Regions from separate parts of the Triticum aestivum genome. Here region 2 is linked to region 1. A link is a contact called in public Hi-C data. All regions are on one chromosome and are shown on one strand. The core of a region is the stretch at or near the end of the contact, and the rest is flanking DNA. Distances in the headings are between cores, read along the strand shown.

Evidence for each region. A called contact is a pair of places that touch in the nucleus more often than the background predicts.
Region 2: a contact with region 1 is called in a Hi-C map of an unstated tissue, with 5 times the contacts expected there. The contact joins the promoter of LOC123079983 here to the promoter of LOC123079982 in region 1. A contact is called at or near these places in 5 of 5 Hi-C or Micro-C datasets (leaf, root and an unstated tissue) and 1 of 1 datasets of contacts at active chromatin or transcription factors (leaf).

What each region holds. Positions count from the first base shown.
Region 1 is chr3D:499,544,569-499,548,177 of IWGSC CS RefSeq v2.1, forward strand. LOC123079982 (vacuolar protein sorting-associated protein 53 A) reads left to right here and starts at 2,043. Exons shown (of 24, transcript XM_044502826.1): 1 at 2,043-2,398; 2 at 2,575-2,669; 3 at 2,949-3,005; 4 at 3,218-3,368; 5 at 3,486-3,556. The coding sequence starts at 2,350. LOC123079980 (UDP-N-acetylglucosamine--peptide N-acetylglucosaminyltransferase 110 kDa subunit) reads left to right here. Exons shown (of 12, transcript XM_044502824.1): 12 at 111-914. The coding sequence ends at 451.
Region 2 is chr3D:499,697,103-499,700,711 of IWGSC CS RefSeq v2.1, forward strand. It overlaps LOC123079983, which reads left to right and starts at 1,888. Exons shown (of 14, transcript XM_044502827.1): 1 at 1,888-2,239; 2 at 2,835-2,890; 3 at 3,013-3,187; 4 at 3,312-3,413; 5 at 3,512-3,583. The coding sequence starts at 2,150.

The DNA.
Region 1 (3,609 bases), core at 793-3,292:
CCACCATAATTGATTTACCGGAACCCCCAATCATTATCTGTACTTCCCTATACATTATTTCTGCATTAACTACATGACTAATGTGTATGCACTGATGGCTGTTTACACAGGTATTGCGTTGCAGTTATCGAATGATCCGTCCTCTGAAACTGTGTATAAACGGGCATTAGTGCTATCGTCCAGCCAGCAGTCGTACGCAATCCTCTCGAACATTGGGATCCTTTATCGGCAGCACAGGTTGTATGAACTTGCAAGAAAGATGTTATCCAGGTCTTTGGAAATTTGTCCTGGGTATGCACCAGCCAACAACAACCTGGGGCTTGTGTTTGTCGCGGAGGGCCGTTGGGAGGATGCTGTAAGCTGTTTCGAGAAGGCTGTCAAGTCTGACGACTTGCTTGATGCTGCCAAATCGAACTTGGCAAAAGCCCTTGCGTTGGCTAAGAAACAATAGAGCAAGAGATGATGAACGGTGATGACCTTTCAGACATTGCGCTGGAGCTTCGAACAGGAAGGACCTGTCCATGCAAACCTCGGATCTGGAATGTCAACTTTCAAGGGGCCAACTCAGAAGCTATGCTTGGTGACTCTAAGGCTGCTGCCATCCGTGCAGCGGATCAGCCCCCAGGCTCCGCAGTTGCTGTGCTGGTAGGTTTTCTCTGGCCGGTCATTCGGAAAGGGCAGAGTTCGAAGAAATTCTGGAGTAGAATTTGACTGTAAGTTTGTAACAGGCATGTGACATGAACATGAACGACTGTACCTGTACCCTGTACATAACACCTCAAAGTTTTAGCTACAAACACAACTCGCTTTCACTGTAAGATCAGTTGTCACGACGCCGTCTCCATTTTTTTTTGTGCGACACCATCTCCGGTTTGAAGTTGTGTTAACACCAGTATCAGTATTCAGTAGTATCACTTGAGAGTTTGTATGAGTTCCCGGTTCCCCACTATTTCCTTTGTTCACAATTATAAGATGTTCTAACCTTTTTTCTAAATAGGATGTATATAGACATGTTTTGGTGTGTGTGTTCACTCATTTCAGTCCGTATGTAGTCCTTATTGAAATATCCAAAACATCTTTGTTGCTCTTTTAATTTGACACCAAGTCCAGTTCCCAGTCCTTTTTGGTTATTGTCGTCTGAGTTTTATACTGAACTGAAATGGTGTGTTGTTTAACTGATAATATTGACTTCACACTATTTTAGCCATGTTTCACTGATTTTATTTTAGTTAATCTTTGTTCCAATCTGGCATTACAACTTGCCTGCATACACAGCGATCATCATATATCACAAAAATCACGGCATATCATAGATCCGATCCACCTGTGAAACTACAACAAAATTGCACAAAAAGACTTGCATGAACTACACAACAGTAAAAAGTGAAATAGTCAACTACACAGTAAACAGTTTCTCCTCTGCATCAACTACACACATCAACAAGAAAGCAATTATGTGAACAAGAGCAATCAACAATAACCAAATGAAGTACACAATCAGCAGCAACAAAAACTTGTATCAACTATACCATTGAGATTTGGATGACCAGACAACAATTACATGAGCAAAGCCAAGTCCACCAAATACCTGCTTTGCAGTTCATGCAAAATTCAAAAAATTAGACCAAGTCACTGTTAGGGCCTAGTCACTATTGTGGGGAAGCGACGAGCGCAACAGGCGGATTTGTTACCATCTATATGATCCTAGTTGCGGTAGCATTGATCAACAACGCATTCATGCGAGGGCTTGATGATGTTGTGGTAATCGGCTTTCCCCCTTACTTTGCCAGTGCGTCCGAAGCTACGTGTTCGGCTCTTCGTCCACCAAACCCTAACCTCGTTGGAACTCGCCAACCTTGAAATTTGAACCTTAAGCGTAGGTTTTAGAAGCTTGTGTATATTTGAATATTCGTACTATTATTAGCTCACTAATTCTGCATGACCCCCTCACTAGCAAGAAAGTCACTATGTGCATTTCATTCTACTCGACCAACAAGTTTTTTTTTTTAAAATAGCCTAACTACCAAGTGAAGTTCAGGTTCAGAGCAGGAAAGCGGGTATACCGGGGTTCCACCTGCCAGCAACCGACTCGTCACGACTCGGCGCCCACCGCCGCCGAGCACAAATCGGTCGAGCGGGCGACGCCGACGCCGACGCGGACGACCCCGCCGACGAGCCCCCGCCTTCCATTTCCTCTCCCGCGCACGCGAGAGGGAGCCCGGCTCCCCAACCGCCCGGGTCCCGTCGGATCGGCCCCCTTCTAGTCGCGCTCCCCTGCTCCCAGATCCTTCTAGAACCCTCCAGATCCCCGGGGAGCCGGCGCTCGGGGCGGCGAGATCTCTGCCCGGCATGGACAAGTCCAGCGCCCTCGAGTACATCAACCAGATGTTCCCCACCGGTACGCGCGCCGCTCGATTTCGATTCCCGTTTCCTCGGCTATAGGCTGCTCGCTCGCGATGCTGCTGCTGCGGCGGCAATGCGCTCGCTTCGAGCTTCGCTGTCCCGGGATTTAGCATTGGTTGCTAGAGGATTATAGGGTTTACAGCTTGCGTTTGTTTTTCTGCTGCTTGGCAGAGGCGTCGCTGTCGGGGGTCGAGCCGCTGATGCAGAAGATTCAGAGCGAGATTCGCCGGGTGGACGCCAGCATCCTCGCCGCCGTCCGGCAGCAGGTTCGGACTCGTGATCCCGTGCTCCATTTGCGCAGTGGTGTGATTTGCACTACCTTCACTCTTTGCATCAGAGCTGGTTAATGTGCCCAAACTGATGGGTTGTGCACTTTGGTGCAAGTAGGTAGTGTGGTATTGCGATGATGCAATTGCAGTGAATTTACTTTGAATATGCACTCAATGAGAATGTGTGGCTGGAAGCCCCAGAATTGCTTGGTATGTGCTTATTATTGCTTATTGCTATACTATATCTGACAACGGGAAGATATTGCTACTCTGCAGAGTAACTCGGGAACCAAGGCCAAGGAAGAACTTGCTGCTGCCACAAATGCTGTTCAGGTCATATTTTCCCTTTTCCTTGTGATTTGCATATTAATCACAATGAACTTACTGCATAATTGATTGAGCGGCAAGCCTTACTAAGCTATAGTTAGATTAGCTCTGGAAACGGTAGGATGTTTATTTGGGGGGAAAAGGGTAGGATGTTAATCAGGTACTGGAGTGCACACTTAATGAAATGATTGGAGTTTAACTTTGCTGTGTACTAACAGGAACTAATGTATAAGATACGTGAAATAAAAACAAAGGCTGAGCAAAGTGAAACAATGGTTCAAGAAATCTGCCGAGACATTAAAAAGTTGGATTGCGCCAAGAGGCATATAACAACTACAATAACGGCTCTTCACCGCCTTACTATGCTTGGTTAGTTTCTTTACTTCACTTTATTTGGGGTTTGTGCTATTGTGCTTAAAAATAAATGTTCAGTAGAAAAAATACATCCACCCAAGCTAATTCATAATGTGCATACGTCATGTCCAGTTTCTGCTGTCGAGCAACTTCAGGTCATGGCCTCAAAGCGTCAGTACAAAGAAGCAGCTGCACAACTCGAGGTAAGCGTGTAAGACACATTAATCGGCGATACATCTGCAAACTTTCTAGCGTT
Region 2 (3,609 bases), core at 638-3,137, 150 kb after region 1:
TGTAGTTTATGTACTCATGATGAAGACAATCAAACACCTCTTTTTCTAGTGCAAGTTTGCACGCTCTACATGGCAGGTCATCTAAATAACGTCCAATTTGTATCCACCCAAAAGTTTTGCCAATACTTATGGTCACTGGATGGATGGAATTCCAAGTAGGGTTCATGCGCTAATAAGGGTGGGAGTGTTTGCCTTATTATAGTGGTTATGGCCGTGTAGAAATGATTTTGTTTTCTGGACAAAAGTTCTTCTGCTTTGCATATTATTTTCTGTTGTACGCACTTGCTTCGTATGTGGTTGGAGAGGGTGGTCAAAGAGGTATTTACCCAACATGGGTGGCAGCATAATCTCGGATCGGACGACAACCTCCCTTGACATAGGCATAGTGTCAGTCACTTAGGACTTTACTGTCGCCAATGTGTCGAGTTATTTTTTTTATCATATCGTTCATGTGTTTGGCCGTTCTTTTTGATTTAATAGAACCGACCTTTATTGAAAAATGCATCGGTATATAGATACTCCCTCCTTCCCATTATGTATGGTGTGTAAGCTTCTGGCATGGAAATTAGTGCAAGGCTAAACGCAAATTACTGAACCATGGTTACAGAAAGTTTCCTTCACGATATCCTTTAACAAATGTGGTTGGATAATCCACGATTAGCAAGGGTTAGCTTACGCTGACCGTACAAGGAAGAATATCATGAGTTAAGTGCTAACATGCCTTAAATTTTGGGAATTTTTGAGAAAACTTAAACGCTAAGATTTTAGGAAGAAGGGAGTACAAATTTTTGTGGCCTTAATGCTATATATTCAACATGGTTCTTGCTTATGTATACGAATATAGAAGAAATCTCATAATTGATCAAAAAAAATGTAGACCAGCAAAAGACCATGGTCAAATAAGTAGAGAAAATTAAGTTTTCAATCTCGTGACACATGATTTCGCATTTATTACCCTCTCGTAGTGCATAAATACTCTCGCAAATATTAGTAAAGATTTTCCATTTACCGCTCATTGATGTTTCGAAATCCATCATATACCGCACTGTCACATTTGTAGTATGCGCTGTCGCCCACGGTGCTCCCTTTGGCACCTTCCATATGTTTGCATCCGCGCAATATCTACCCATCCTCCCACCTACCGGCAACATCTTGGTGATACGTATTCGATGCGACATATACTGTGTACGGAAGCTCTATCGTGTAAGCCATGTATTACACACAGGCACACAAATTGCCAGCAAGCCATAACATAATTCTCAGCCATTGGATCGAACCTCGTGGCGCGCCGATTTCACCTTCCATTAATAATTAGCGTCACACCACTTCCGTGTGCACAACACACGGTTTTCTACCGCATTTATTACCCCATCGTAATACATAAATACTCTCTTAATTATTAATGAAGATCTGTCGTTTACAACTCATTGATGTTTCGAAATCCATCGTATACCGCACTGTCACATTTGTAGTATGCGCTGTCGCCCACGGTGCTCCCTTTGGCACCTTCCATCGGCTTGCAACCCCGCGACATCCACCCATCCTCCCACCTACCGGTTACATTTTGGTGATACATATTCGATGCGATATATAGCGTGCAAGCCATGTATTACACACGCGCGCGCAACTGTCAGTAAGCCACAGCATAATTCTCAGTCGTCGGATCAAACCTCGTGGCGCGACAATTTCATCTCCTCCCCTCTCTTCCATCGCGTCACACCACTTCCGTGTACACGGACGCGGTGTGCCCGTAGCATCGCAGCCCCGGTTCAAAACGGAGGGACAGGGTGGGGCCCAGGGGGCAGAAGCGACGCGGCCCTGATCCCAAAGACCACCGAGCCCAGATTGGTTAACCCGCAAGAGAAGAAAACCCCACGTCAAACAGCACACGCACAGCAGTATTCAGCGCTGGCTGGCCGCAAGCGCAGCGGAGCACATACAAATTTCGCACGCGACCGGGGACCCTAGCTCTCTTCTCTTCTCTTCTTCGGTTTCTTACCGCTCTCCAGGCCAGAGATCCAGCGAGAGACCGCTCCGCCCCACGCGGCCTCTCCGCTCCCTCCCCTCACCCCCCCGCGGCCCGCCCAGGAGCTCCGGCACGCGCCCGCCGCGGCAGAAGCGCCAGGGGGAGGGGAACGCCGCCGCGGCAATGGCGGCAATGGAGGCCGCCGCCGACGCGATGCTCGCCGCCGCCAGCCGCGCCTTCTGCAGCTCCGTCGCGGTCTTCTTCCAGATCCAGGTGAGGCCCGCCTCCCCCCCGAGCCCTCGCCTGCCCCCCTCGTTTCGGTCGATTCGTGGCGGCGCCGCGGAATTGCTCCGTGGCCGGGTAAAGCGCGGATTTTTCTTTTCAAATATTTTTTACTATTGGTACTTTTCGAGGGGTAATTCTGGGCGGAGAATTTTCCGCTCGGCACCGGTTGTAACTTACCGTGGGGAAGTTGCTAGGTTTCGCTCTCACGGCGGTAAACCGCAAGTTAATATCTCTGCTTCCATGCTTTGGAAGCGACGCAATTGGAAGATTGTGATATATCTTCTACGTCTCAGGCCGGCAAATCTACACGTACTTAATGTATATCCGTGTGGTAGCATAAGCTTTACCGTCTTTGTCGGTTTCGTTTGGACAAGCAATGTCGATCTCGATCTTTCTTACTTGTTTCGTGTGCGTGGCCTTGTTATCCGTTTGGAGTGTAGAGGAGAACATGACTGGTTAAAGTTTAGATTTCGTCTGATGCTGAATACTTTGCAGCTTAATCTATACCATAATTTATTTGCTTTCACAGTTTACACTGTGGCTTGCTTCTGATTTCTAATGCAGTTTCCCACAATTTATGTAGGGGTGCTGTATCTGCTTACTACTTGCTTTTGGTTGGGCTGTTGCTTCACTGGTCAGGTATTGTGGACCTTCAGAAAAGCACTTTTGTATTAAAAAAATCTTGGCTATGTTTTGAGTGCCACAAATCCAGCAGCAACTTGACTTTATTTTGCAAAATGCAATTGATGGTTTCTTACCAGAAAAAAGGAAATTCGCAAGATGCGGCGCAAAATGGCATCTGGACATAGTTTTGCATTTCTTTGTGATGACGTAGATGAGCTTGAGCACTCTGTCCAGCAGAAATTGCCTATGGTCTCTGTAGTCATGCCTTTGAAGGGCTTTGGGGAACACAATTTGCAAAATTGGAGAACTCAGGTACAGTCAGACTGCAGTATAGTTTATATAGTACAATTAATTATTTTGCTACTGACACCCTTATACACATTCATGCATATAGTATTAATTATTATTTTGCTATTGACACCCATAAAAAATACAGATTACTTCTCTTTATGGGGGGCCATTGGAATTCTTGTTTGTAGTAGAAAGCAAAGACGATCCAGCTTATCGTGCCGTCTCCCGTTTGATTGTAGAGTACAAGGTAAGTGAAAGCCCTGGTAGCAGTTAATGATCTTATTCTACCATCTGTCTATACCACTCTTCATCGATTTTGACCTTTTGGAATTATATGATTTTCAGGACAAATTGGACGCAAAGGTGGTTGTAGCTGGGTTTTCAACAACGTGTAGCCAGAAAATTCATAATCAGTTAGTACGTAAATTACTTCACTCCCACCT